Linked DNA regions of Sus scrofa: all the other regions are linked to region 1. Evidence: chromatin contacts called from public HiChIP or PLAC-seq data. All regions are on one chromosome and are shown on one strand. Each heading gives the region's core, a stretch centred on a gene start, on an enhancer-like site or on the middle of the called end of the contact. The rest is flanking DNA. Distances are from core to core; before and after follow the strand shown.

Region 1 (2,516 bases), core at 9-2,508:
ATGTGTTTGTTCCCTGAGATAGCAGCATAGGGATGGATCCTACAGAGGGTATCTGCCTTCCAGCAACTGCAGCTGTGGGGGCTGTAAGTAAGCCTTATGCCTTTTGATGAGTAGATGATGGTATTGTGTGTGCAAATGTGCTTTAGGATCACAAAAGAGGGAGCAAGTGATTAGTTACTGATTAAGTGATTAACTGCTCCAAAGGTTACACCCTCAGAAGACAGGTAAATGGTCTTCAAGAATGACTAAGAATTACACAAGTGGACAAGAATGAGAGTATTTTAACTTTAGGGAACAGCAAGTGCGTCTCTTACACCTAAGAGTTACAGATAAGAATCTGCAAAAAGATGTTTGAAAACGGTCACAGCAATTGACCCTTTTAAGCGGTTGTCGCTTCCTAGGTTAAAATCACCTAGGGAGCTTTTGAAAAATCCTGAAGCCCAGACCAATTAAAGCTGAATCTATGTGGTTGGCAGAAATATCTTTTAAAGTCACCCAAACCAGCACCTTCTTCCCGCCCCCGCCATGATTCCAATGTGCGGGCAGGGTTGAGAATAACCGCTTTAGAGCAGGAAGCAAAATTAAGCGTGGATTTTGAGGCGGCGGCGGAGGGAGGGTGGGAGGGAGTGGCGGCAGGGCATAGAAGATGAACTGAAAACCCTTGGAAGGCAGGGCGGCTTCTTGAAGAGAAAGGACAAGAACCAAGTGAGAATCAGCGGTAGAGGATTTAAGGGCTGTTTGTGGTAGAACTGCCAGGATTTGGGGGGCCGGTAACTAGCTGAACATATATCCAACTTGATTAAAGTGAAGTTATCCCGCCAGCGGCCCCGTTGCTAGCCCCAATCATATTTTTTCGCCTCTTTTCCCACAGCTTAAAAAAAAACCCAACAATGACGGACACGTCTTCTATCCCACGAAAGGCGCATGGGCAGACTGTGGGAGGTGCAAAGATCTGAGAAGTCACCAGCGCGCAGCCGCAACCATTTCTTCGAAATTCCAGAACCACAAGTCCGGAACATTTGGGGTCGCGTAGCCTCCCCGGCCGGGTTGCACCCACCAGGGAAGCGCTAATCGACACCTAAGCGCAAACGGGAGCCTTTTAAATCCCGGAGAGCGGCGAGAGCAAGGGCGGGGCAACCGCTGACGTTCGCGGTGACGTCACCGGTTCCGCCCTCACACTCACTTCCGGCAGCGGGCGGCCCCCGCTTCCGCTTTTCCTGCCCGCGCGCCGGCCCCGCCCCACTCCCACGCGCCCCCAGCGTCCCGGCGCCCGACAGCCCGGAGAAAAGGCGCAGGTTGCTGTCGGAAGTCCCCCTTTGGTTCCCCTTCCGTTCTGCCTAACGACTTCCGCTTTGGGCCGTCAACATGGACGCTGCGGCTGCCTGGCGGAGCAGCCTCTGATCGGTCGCGGGGGTGCAGCCTCTCTGCTGCGGCCACCTGGCTTCCCCGCCCTCCCCGCTTCCCCCCGCCCCTCGCTCCCGTCCCTGGAGCCGGCGGGCTCGTCGCTACATGGGGGCGGGCCTCTGCGGCCGCAGCACGGCTTCCTGTTCAGAGGCGGCCCCGCTGTAGGCGGCGGCGAATCCGCCCGCGACCACTTAGGCGCGGTGACCGAGTGCCCGTGAGGGAGGCTCGCGGGCCGCATTTTGTGCCCTGCGCCAAGCCCGGCCCTGCGCCGCCATGGCCCCAGTGCAGCTGGAGAACCACCAGCTGGTCCCGCCCGGAGGCGGCGGCGGGGGCAGCGGCGGCCCCGCGTCAGCCCCGGCGCCTCCTCCTCCCGGAGCCGCCGTGGCGGCGGCCGCTGCGGCCGCGGCTAGCCCTGGCTACCGGCTGAGCACCCTCATCGAATTTCTGCTGCACCGGGCCTACTCGGAGCTCATGGTGCTGACGGACCTGTAAGTGCCGCGAAATCCATGCCTGCTCCCCAGCCCCCCCCTTCCCGCCCAATGGCCTGAGAGAGGTTCGAACCTCCTTCCCTCCAAGAGGTTGCTGCTTTCTCTTCTTCGCTAGGCTGCTTAGTCTAGAATTTCTGAACTCATGGGCTTCAAAGGAGGTGGAGGAGAGGCTTTGCATTTGGAAGTCTTTCTGGAGATGAAGCAACGGAGACTTGTTAATTATGCACGTTGTTAGATTTTCCTTGAAAAGCCCTTCTTTGGGAGGTTTGCTCATTTGCCAGCTGAGCCCTATTGATTTCTTGGCTGGAGGCTTTTTAACCCAGGCCCCAAGTTTAGGGTTTAGGAGTACATAGTATTCGAGCTTAAAAAAAGAAAAGAAAAGGAAAAAATCCCAAAGATGGGAAACTGTTTTACAACCTCCTCTTACAGTACATTTTAAATGTAGGTTGTAATTGCTTCTGACAAAGTTTGAACTCAGGAGATGTGTATAAAATAATACAAAATTTGGGGTTCCAAGTTTGTTTTTCTGGAACATTTAAAACTGAAGTCTTCACGCATGAAGTGTAAGTAGAGATTTTTTAAGACTGGCCTGCTGTTATTGTCTCTTGGGGTATGAAGGGAGTT
Region 2 (2,516 bases), core at 12-2,511, 360 kb before region 1:
TACACAGCAGAAACCCATTGCTTATAGATTTTTGGATTGAAGGACATAAACTGGTGGAATGTGAAAGGATGGGAAAACATACATCATGCAAAACAGCAACCATAAGAAAGCTGGAGTGACTCAATGAGAAAAAAAGACTGTGAGACAAAAAAAAAAAAATTACTAAAGGGGAACACTACAATAATGGGGTCCAATCATCAGGAAAATTTAATCACACACACACACAACCAAAGAGAGCCTCAAAATATATGAAGCAAGTCTGACAAGAGGAAAGGAAACCAGACAATTCAACAATAATAAAGACTTCAGCACTTTCAGTAATGGATAAAACTAAGCAAAAGATCCACAAGAGAAGTCCTTCTTAACAACTCCATACACAAACTAGATCATACAGATATCTATAGAGCACTCTACCCAACAGTAGAATATACAGTCCTCTTGAGTATACATGAACATCCTCTAGGACAGACCACAGTAGGCTGTAAATTGTTTCAATAAACTTAAAGGACTGAAACACAGTGGAGTAAAATTAGAATTCAGCCAAAGCAAATTTGGGAAATTCACAAAAATGTGGAAATTAACGTATTTTGCCACAGTAATTATATTCAAACCATTTACTAGTTCCTCAGTTGATTTCCCTTATATAAAATCCTGCCATCTACAAATAATAAAAATTCCGAATTCTCCTTAAAGATAAAACTAAACTAAAACCTTGTCACTGAAATATACTGTAACACTATTTTTTCTCTTGCTTAATGTGTATATAAAACAGAAGAAATTTAGGCGCACAAAAAATTAGACTAAAAGAGCATACCTATTTAATCTATTTCAAACCAATTCTATGAAGGGATTGGGAGGAGAGAAATTAGGAAAACAGTGTTGAATAAGAGTAGAAAAAGAACCAAAAAGTAAATCAGAGAAGCAATGGGGCAGGAGTGACAGTTAACACCTATGGAGCAGTTATCATGTGCCAGGCTGTCACTTAAAACGTTCTGCTCTATTAACTCACTTAATATAATCTCAAGAGGTAAGTACTCATTATTACCATTTTACAGATGGAAAAATCTGAGGTACATAAAGGTAGTCTGACAAAGATGAAATAACTAACAGGGGACAAAGCTAGCAAGTTAAATTTCAAGACTAGACACCTTGGTATCAACAGCTCTACTCACCCCCTTGCCATTCTACATTGCCATTACGCTCTACTTCAGTGCTATAGGAGGTGAGACCACAGAGGGGAGAAAACAGAACAACTTCATTAATCCTATTGTGTCAGACATTCACTCTTGTTAAAGGTCTCAAAATTGGGAGTTCCTGTTGTGGCTCAGTGGTTAACGAATCTGACTAGGAACCACGAGGTTTCGGGTTGATCCCTGGCCTCGCTCAGTGGGTTAAGGATCTGGTGTTGTCGTGTACTGTGGTGTAGGTTAGCTCGGATCTGACGTTGCTGTGGCTGTGGTCTAGGCCAGTGGCTGCAGTTCAGAATTCGACCCCTAGCCTGGGAACCTCCATATGCCATGGGTGCAGCCCTAAGGACAGAAGACAAGTAAATAAATTTCTACTTTGGTACTTACTGTGTAATCTTGTGCAAAGTTCTCAAACCTCTTTGAGACTGAGGACATAAGGCTATGGTGCTTGTGATGATTAAACAAGGTAATGATTATCTTTAAATGTGAGGGCTGTCCAGTTAAGTATCAGTTCCCTTGTCTCTCAATAACATTCCATTGGAGGGGAGATGCTTTAAAGACAGCTATTTGTAATTTAGTACTGAGTATGGAACATGTGTTGTGGGTTTTGTAGTGGAAAAGACTTGGTAAATATGAAATCTGTTCTGCTATAAAACATTCACAGGCATACCTCAGAGATGCAGTTTCAATTCTAAACCACCATAATAAAGCAAATATCGCAAAGTGAGTCCACAAATTTTTTGGTTTCCCAGTATACACAGAATTATGTTTATTGCACTGTAGTCTAAGTGTGCAATAGCATTATGTCTAAAAACACAATGTACATACCTTAATTTAAAATTACTTTATTAGGAGTTCCCATTGTGGCTCAGCGGGAATGAACCCAACTAGGATCTATGAGGATGTGGGTTCAATCCCTGGCCTTGCTCAGTGAGTTAGGATCTTGGCATTGCTGTGAGCTGTGGTGTAGGTCACAGACACAGCTTGGGTGCCCTGGGTGCTGTGGCTGTGGCATAGGCCGGCAGCTGCAGCTCTGATTCAACCCCGAGCCTGGGAACCTCCATATGCCATGGGTGTGGCCCTAAAAAGGAAAAAAAAATTTTTTTTAATTTTAAAAATTAAAAAAAAACAAAAACACTTTAGTAACAAAAATCACTGATCACAGATCACCATAACAAATGATGGAAAAGTTTGAAATATTCTGAGCATCACCAAAATGTGACAGACACAAAGTGAGTAAATGCTGTTAGAAAAATGGCACCAGTAGACCTGCTCAATGCAGGACTGCCACAAACCTTCAATTCGTAAAAAAAAAAAAAAAAAAAAAAA
Region 3 (2,516 bases), core at 9-2,508, 330 kb before region 1:
TGGCTCAGTGGTTAACAAACCTGACTAGGATCCTTGAGGACTCAGGTTCGATCCCTGGCCTTGCTCAGTGGGTTAAGGAGCCGGTGTTGCCATGTGCTGTGGTGTAGGTTGCAGACATGGCTGAGATCTAGCGTTGCTGTGGCTGTGGTGTAGGCCGGCAGCTGTAGTTCTGATTCAGCCCTTAGCCTGGGAACCTCCATATGCCATGGGTGTGGCCCTAAAAAGACAAAAGACAAAAAAAAAAAAAAAAAACAGGTATACTGTTTGGGATGACAAAGTTCTGGAAATGGAAAATGGTGATGGTTGCACAACACGATAAATGTCCTTTAAGCAAATGAATGGTACACTTAAAAGTGGTCAAAATGGTAAATTGTATGTTGTATATATTTTACCACAATTTTGTTACAGTGGAAGGAAAAATCAATTTCATATATTTCATGTATTTCCAGCAACAGTTCTAGGGGGACTTAGTCCATCAAGTCAAGTTCACCAGCAACTACCCAGTGTGCCCCATGGCTCCCAGGGTGGGTGTGACCTACAGGACTGCCCACTTTTGACACCTTCCACTCAGTTAATAAGATAGGAATTGAACAGTTCTGAGTTTAAAAAATGGGTTCAATGTCACAGTGCAGCTCTTTAAATAAAGTCCATAGAGTCCAGGCCTTCCTTCTTATTTCCTTTGTTTTGGTTTCACTTTTCTTTTTTTCTTTCTTTCTGAGTTCTATTTTTTTTTTTTTTCTTTTTCAGGGCCACACCCACGGCATATGGAGGTTCCCAGGCTAAGGGTCAAATCAGAACTACAGCTGTCAGCCTACACCATAGCCACAGCAACAGCAGATCTGAGCCCTGTCTGCAACCTACACCACAGCTCATGGCAAGGCCAGATCAAACCCTCAACCTCGTGGTTCCTAGTCGGATTCGTTAACCACTGAGCCACAGAAGGAACTCCTCTTTCTTTTTTTTCTTTCTTTCTTTCTTTTTTTTTTTTTTTTCATTTGGCTTTTTAGGGCTGCACTTGCAGCATATGGAGGTTCCCAGGCTAGGGCTCAAATCAGAGCTGCAGATGCCAGCCTACACCACAGCCACAGCAACACCACATCTGAGCCTCATCTGTGACCTACATCACAGCTCACGGAAATGCCAAATCCTTAACCCATTGAGCGAGGCCAGGGATCAAACCCTCATTCTCACATACTAGTCAGTTTCGTTACCACTGAGCCAGGACAGGAACTCCAGTTTCACTTTTCTAACACTTGTCCTTTAGCTTTAAAGCTAATTTTTTTTTTACTTCCTGGTCCCGCCTTGGTAGGGCAATGACTTATTATATTACATTTCCTCATAACATTTCCCAATGCACTCTTATTTCTCCTCCCTCCCCAGAAAAGCCTGGTAAGTATGCTCACTGTTGCCTAGGACACTTATCATAAGAATATACAGAATTTCCTCGGTAAGTTGTTATTGTTTTATACTTTCAAGGCTACACATTTCAAAGTTGTATAGACAAAGGGTTAAATACTTCATGCCTGTGGAAATGTCTTCTGGGTTAATGGTCAAGCTAATATAAAAGAGGAGGGAGCTTTGATAATACGTCCCCCAGAGGAGGCTTTGTGATTTGAATGGAATGAGGAAAGTCCACAATGACTTAGTATTTTTAACAAAAATGAGAGAACTAAGAATCTAGGGAGATGGCCCCATTTCATCTTCCTTTATGACAATGGGCAGAGGATGTAGCTAGGGAGAACAAGGTACCATATAAAAGATCACAGCTGATAGTATGCTATTGCTCAAGGATATTCACCTGAATTTTAGACACCAGTGCCTAGAACAGACATACTTAAAAATAGTCTGTCCATCCAGCTCTGGAAGAACCTCTCTGAAACGGACCTATTCCCAGCCAAGGATTGGACACAGGGTCCAGGGCATTATTTCACTTATTTTACTCTAGAGTTTGGGGATCTCTTTGGGTTTTATTTATAATTCGAAGGGTTCTACTTTAGCGAGTTTATGTAAACCACCACAGAGCAGAAGAATGTGATCCTTTTAATTTGCTTTTACTAGCACGGTCTTGCTTATTTCATCTAAGCCAAAGAAGTCCCTATATCCCCAGCTGGAGAGTAACAACACCTTCTCCGGAGAAGCCTGAATCTTCCCATCACCTGTTTGTGGCACAGGTGAATTGCTTCGACACAACTTAGGGCTGCTAATTATGCCTCACTCCTGACCTATAAGCTATAAGCATGGCTAGCTCTAATAAACCCAGAGCTTTCTAACAGGGGTACAGCTCAGCTCTGAAATCGGATCTGTCCAGAAGATACCAAATTGTCCAGGTCTTACTTAGCTAAAATATATGCCTCATGATTTAAATGTGGACCTGCAAAGTCAACCTGATTTTCTCAACCACTTTCACAATCAAAAAACTGCACTGCCCTCACCCAGCCCAACCATTTGGTAATTCAAGTCAGACATCAAGATAAATGCTCACTATGCTCTGCCTACACGATTGCAGTCTGGTCTTG
Region 4 (2,516 bases), core at 6-2,505, 310 kb before region 1:
CAGTCTGTATCTACCCTACAGAAACACTCCTAAACAGGTACAATGACACAAAAGACATTGCCATTAATCATAGGATTTTGTTAATTGTAACACAGAGTGACAGTGAAATAAACAATGGAATATGCACCTTGGGAATATTATGAGGCCGTTAAAAAGAAATAGGTAGATCTATGTGTCATAATATGGAATGACTCCCAAGACAAATTGTTTTGTGAATAGAGCAAAGTGCAAAAAGACAGGTATACTATGAAACAAAAACAAAAAACCTACAAAATAATGCCATATGTTTTATAAGCATATATATGTAGAAAAGTACATGTAAATGATAACTACTAACGGAGGTTACCTCTGGGAAGGGAAGGGAATCAGGATGGGGGATGGTGACTGAAAGGACTTGAGCCTTATTCTTATTGACTTAAGTGTCTTTCAAAGATAATTATTGCTCGTGGAATGAGAAATTAATATTTTATAAAGGGCATTCAACTGTATAGCAAACCTTGTCACTCCCCCCGCCCTTGGTCCCTCCCCCTTATCACTTTAGTGCACACTGGCCCAACTTCCAATCGCTAGGTCCTGGAGTACTTTGCCTGAGGGTTTTCTCTTGCCACTGGAGCCTGCCCTTCTACTGGAGTCAGCTTTGCCACCCCTGTAGCTGCTGGAAAATGATGGGTAATGAACCTTCCTAGAGGCAGCCTTCAACCAACGACTGCTGGGAGTTGGGGTACCTCTCAGTTAGGGACCAGTCGGAGGCAGAAGTCCCATTAGTTATTTGGGGTATTTTTGTTTGCTTTTTTGGTTTTTTTTTTATGCAAGGAATCGATTTATTACGATAGGACGCTTGTAAGAGATGCAAGCGGGCAGGCAAGAAGGCTCTGCCCCATTAGTTATTTGAACAGACAGGATTTTGTATATAAAATGTGAAGTAGGCATAAAGTTGGTAAGGAGGTAACTCAAATGGGGAAGAAAACTGGAAGGTATCTTAGAGTAGAAAGCCAAAACCTGCAACCACCCCCAGCGCGTGAGCACAAAGGAAAGAGAAGGGAATTGTTATAACTTCAAAGCTTAGAGAAAGGGGGCTCCAGGAAGCTGGGACCCAGACCTCTGAGGAGGGTGTGCTACTCACCTCATGTGGCGGCTGGTGTTTCTGATGGGGGTCTGATGAGGCTCGTTCTGCAAAGGCTGGAAACTGCAAACTGGATTCTGCTGTGGACACGGCAAAGGTGCTGCTGGTCGGGGGTGCTTTTGTGCTGCCGGTTCAGGGTGAGGGGGGGCGCGGTGAAGCAATGCTCCGAACGGGGATGCTGACAGAAGCAGGAAGCTGACAGGAAGGAAGAAGGAAGGACAGAAAGGAGTTTCAATTCCTTCATTCCTCTCCAGCCCTGCCGGCTCCCCCATCACCCTCCTGTAGGCAGAGTCTAACAGGCAGCAGTTGGCAAAAGCAGAAATGTGGATGGTAGAATCCCATCCCCAGAATCAAAAGGTATAGAAGGGGAGTGTGAAGCTTACTAACTTCAGAGCTTAAGCACATACACAAAAATAAAGTTCTCTTATTATTACAAACTCATGGAGTTTTAAAACATTTGAGTCGAAAAAAAAAAAGGAAAAAAAGAAAGCATAAAATATTTGATGTATAAATATATATACTACTTGGCAGTCATTATGCTTTTTGATGTTCAAATTGTCCTATCTTGGGGCCAGTGAGAACCCCTTAAAAAGTCGATTTCTTAGTCCTTACATTTGACTCTTACTCCAACTTGTGTATTTGCAGCCTCAGAATTGAAATTAGCCATTTCTCTACAGAGTGCTGCATGTTTATTTGCTTAAATTATATTTAGTCACCACAATCTAGATGCTGTGTATTTATTGCTATTATGTTGTCATTTCTCTTAGGCTTTTTGGTGCACAGAGCTAGGAAAGACATATTTTTTAGAAAAAGAAAAATCATGAATGCTGCTATTTTCAATCTTAATTTAAAGAGCAAAGGATTTTTTACTTATATCTTTGACTTCGTATCTCCTCTCCTATATAAAGTCTCGGATCTTAATGATATTAACATAATAAGTTGTTCACTTTCTTCTAGTATATGGATACAATAGTGTCTGGGTAGCAATACCAAGGTGCGTTGCTTAGTCCACTGAATGTCATTTAAGATTTATTTGCAGTCCTTTTTGTTCTTAGGATCTAGCCCACTGGGGATGTATGGTAAAAAGACTGTGTTTGCAAGTCACTTGAAGTAATTATTGTCTGTGTAGTTTTGCCACCAGCTTGAAAGGTTCGTTTGTTTCCATGTGTTTTGAGGTTTTTAAGGGCTGCTTTTTTTTTCTTCTTCTTTTTATTCATTTTCAGTTTTTTAATTATTTAAAACAATCTTATGGTTCCAATGTGTATTCATGCTCTTTTGCTGCATAACAAATTAAACCAAACTTAGTAGTTTAAAATAAATATTTATTATCTCACAGTTTCAGAAGGTCAGAAAACTAGGACTGCTTAGCTGGGTGGTTCTAGCTGAGGGTTTC

What was found. HiChIP or PLAC-seq counts read pairs in DNA pulled down with a chosen protein or histone mark.
Region 2: a contact with region 1 is called in an H3K27ac HiChIP or PLAC-seq map of alveolar macrophages. The contact joins the enhancer-like site here to the promoter of MED14 in region 1. A contact is called at or near these places in 2 of 5 promoter capture datasets (fetal liver and liver), 6 of 47 Hi-C or Micro-C datasets (embryonic fibroblasts, epiblast stem cells, heart right ventricle and 2 more) and 2 of 2 datasets of contacts at active chromatin or transcription factors (alveolar macrophages and skeletal muscle).
Region 3: an H3K27ac HiChIP or PLAC-seq map of alveolar macrophages shows a contact between it and region 1. The contact joins the enhancer-like site here to the promoter of MED14 in region 1. A contact is called at or near these places in 2 of 5 promoter capture datasets (fetal liver and liver), 6 of 47 Hi-C or Micro-C datasets (embryonic fibroblasts, epiblast stem cells, heart right ventricle and 2 more) and 2 of 2 datasets of contacts at active chromatin or transcription factors (alveolar macrophages and skeletal muscle).
Region 4: an H3K27ac HiChIP or PLAC-seq map of alveolar macrophages shows a contact between it and region 1. The contact joins the promoter of USP9X here to the promoter of MED14 in region 1. A contact is called at or near these places in 1 of 5 promoter capture datasets (fetal liver) and 1 of 2 datasets of contacts at active chromatin or transcription factors (alveolar macrophages).

What each region holds. Positions count from the first base shown.
Region 1 is chrX:36,423,579-36,426,094 of Sscrofa11.1, reverse strand. MED14 (mediator of RNA polymerase II transcription subunit 14) reads left to right here and starts at 1,258. Exons shown (of 30, transcript XM_021080844.1): 1 at 1,258-1,892. The coding sequence starts at 1,678.
Region 2 is chrX:36,778,621-36,781,136 of Sscrofa11.1, reverse strand. All of the region lies in intron 1 of USP9X (probable ubiquitin carboxyl-terminal hydrolase FAF-X), which reads right to left. Among named protein-coding and RNA genes, the nearest start is that of USP9X, 44 kb to the right of the region's middle. Within about 2 kb of position 1,261, at least 1 of the 83 cell types and tissues checked has an H3K27ac peak or open chromatin away from gene starts, as enhancers often do. A contact at or near this core is called in alveolar macrophages, where this site is marked.
Region 3 is chrX:36,755,218-36,757,733 of Sscrofa11.1, reverse strand. All of the region lies in intron 1 of USP9X (probable ubiquitin carboxyl-terminal hydrolase FAF-X), which reads right to left. Among named protein-coding and RNA genes, the nearest start is that of USP9X, 20 kb to the right of the region's middle. Within about 2 kb of position 1,258, at least 9 of the 83 cell types and tissues checked have an H3K27ac peak or open chromatin away from gene starts, as enhancers often do. A contact at or near this core is called in alveolar macrophages, where this site is marked.
Region 4 is chrX:36,734,788-36,737,303 of Sscrofa11.1, reverse strand. It overlaps USP9X (probable ubiquitin carboxyl-terminal hydrolase FAF-X), which reads right to left and starts at 1,255. Exons shown (of 45, transcript XM_021080148.1): 1 at 1,124-1,255.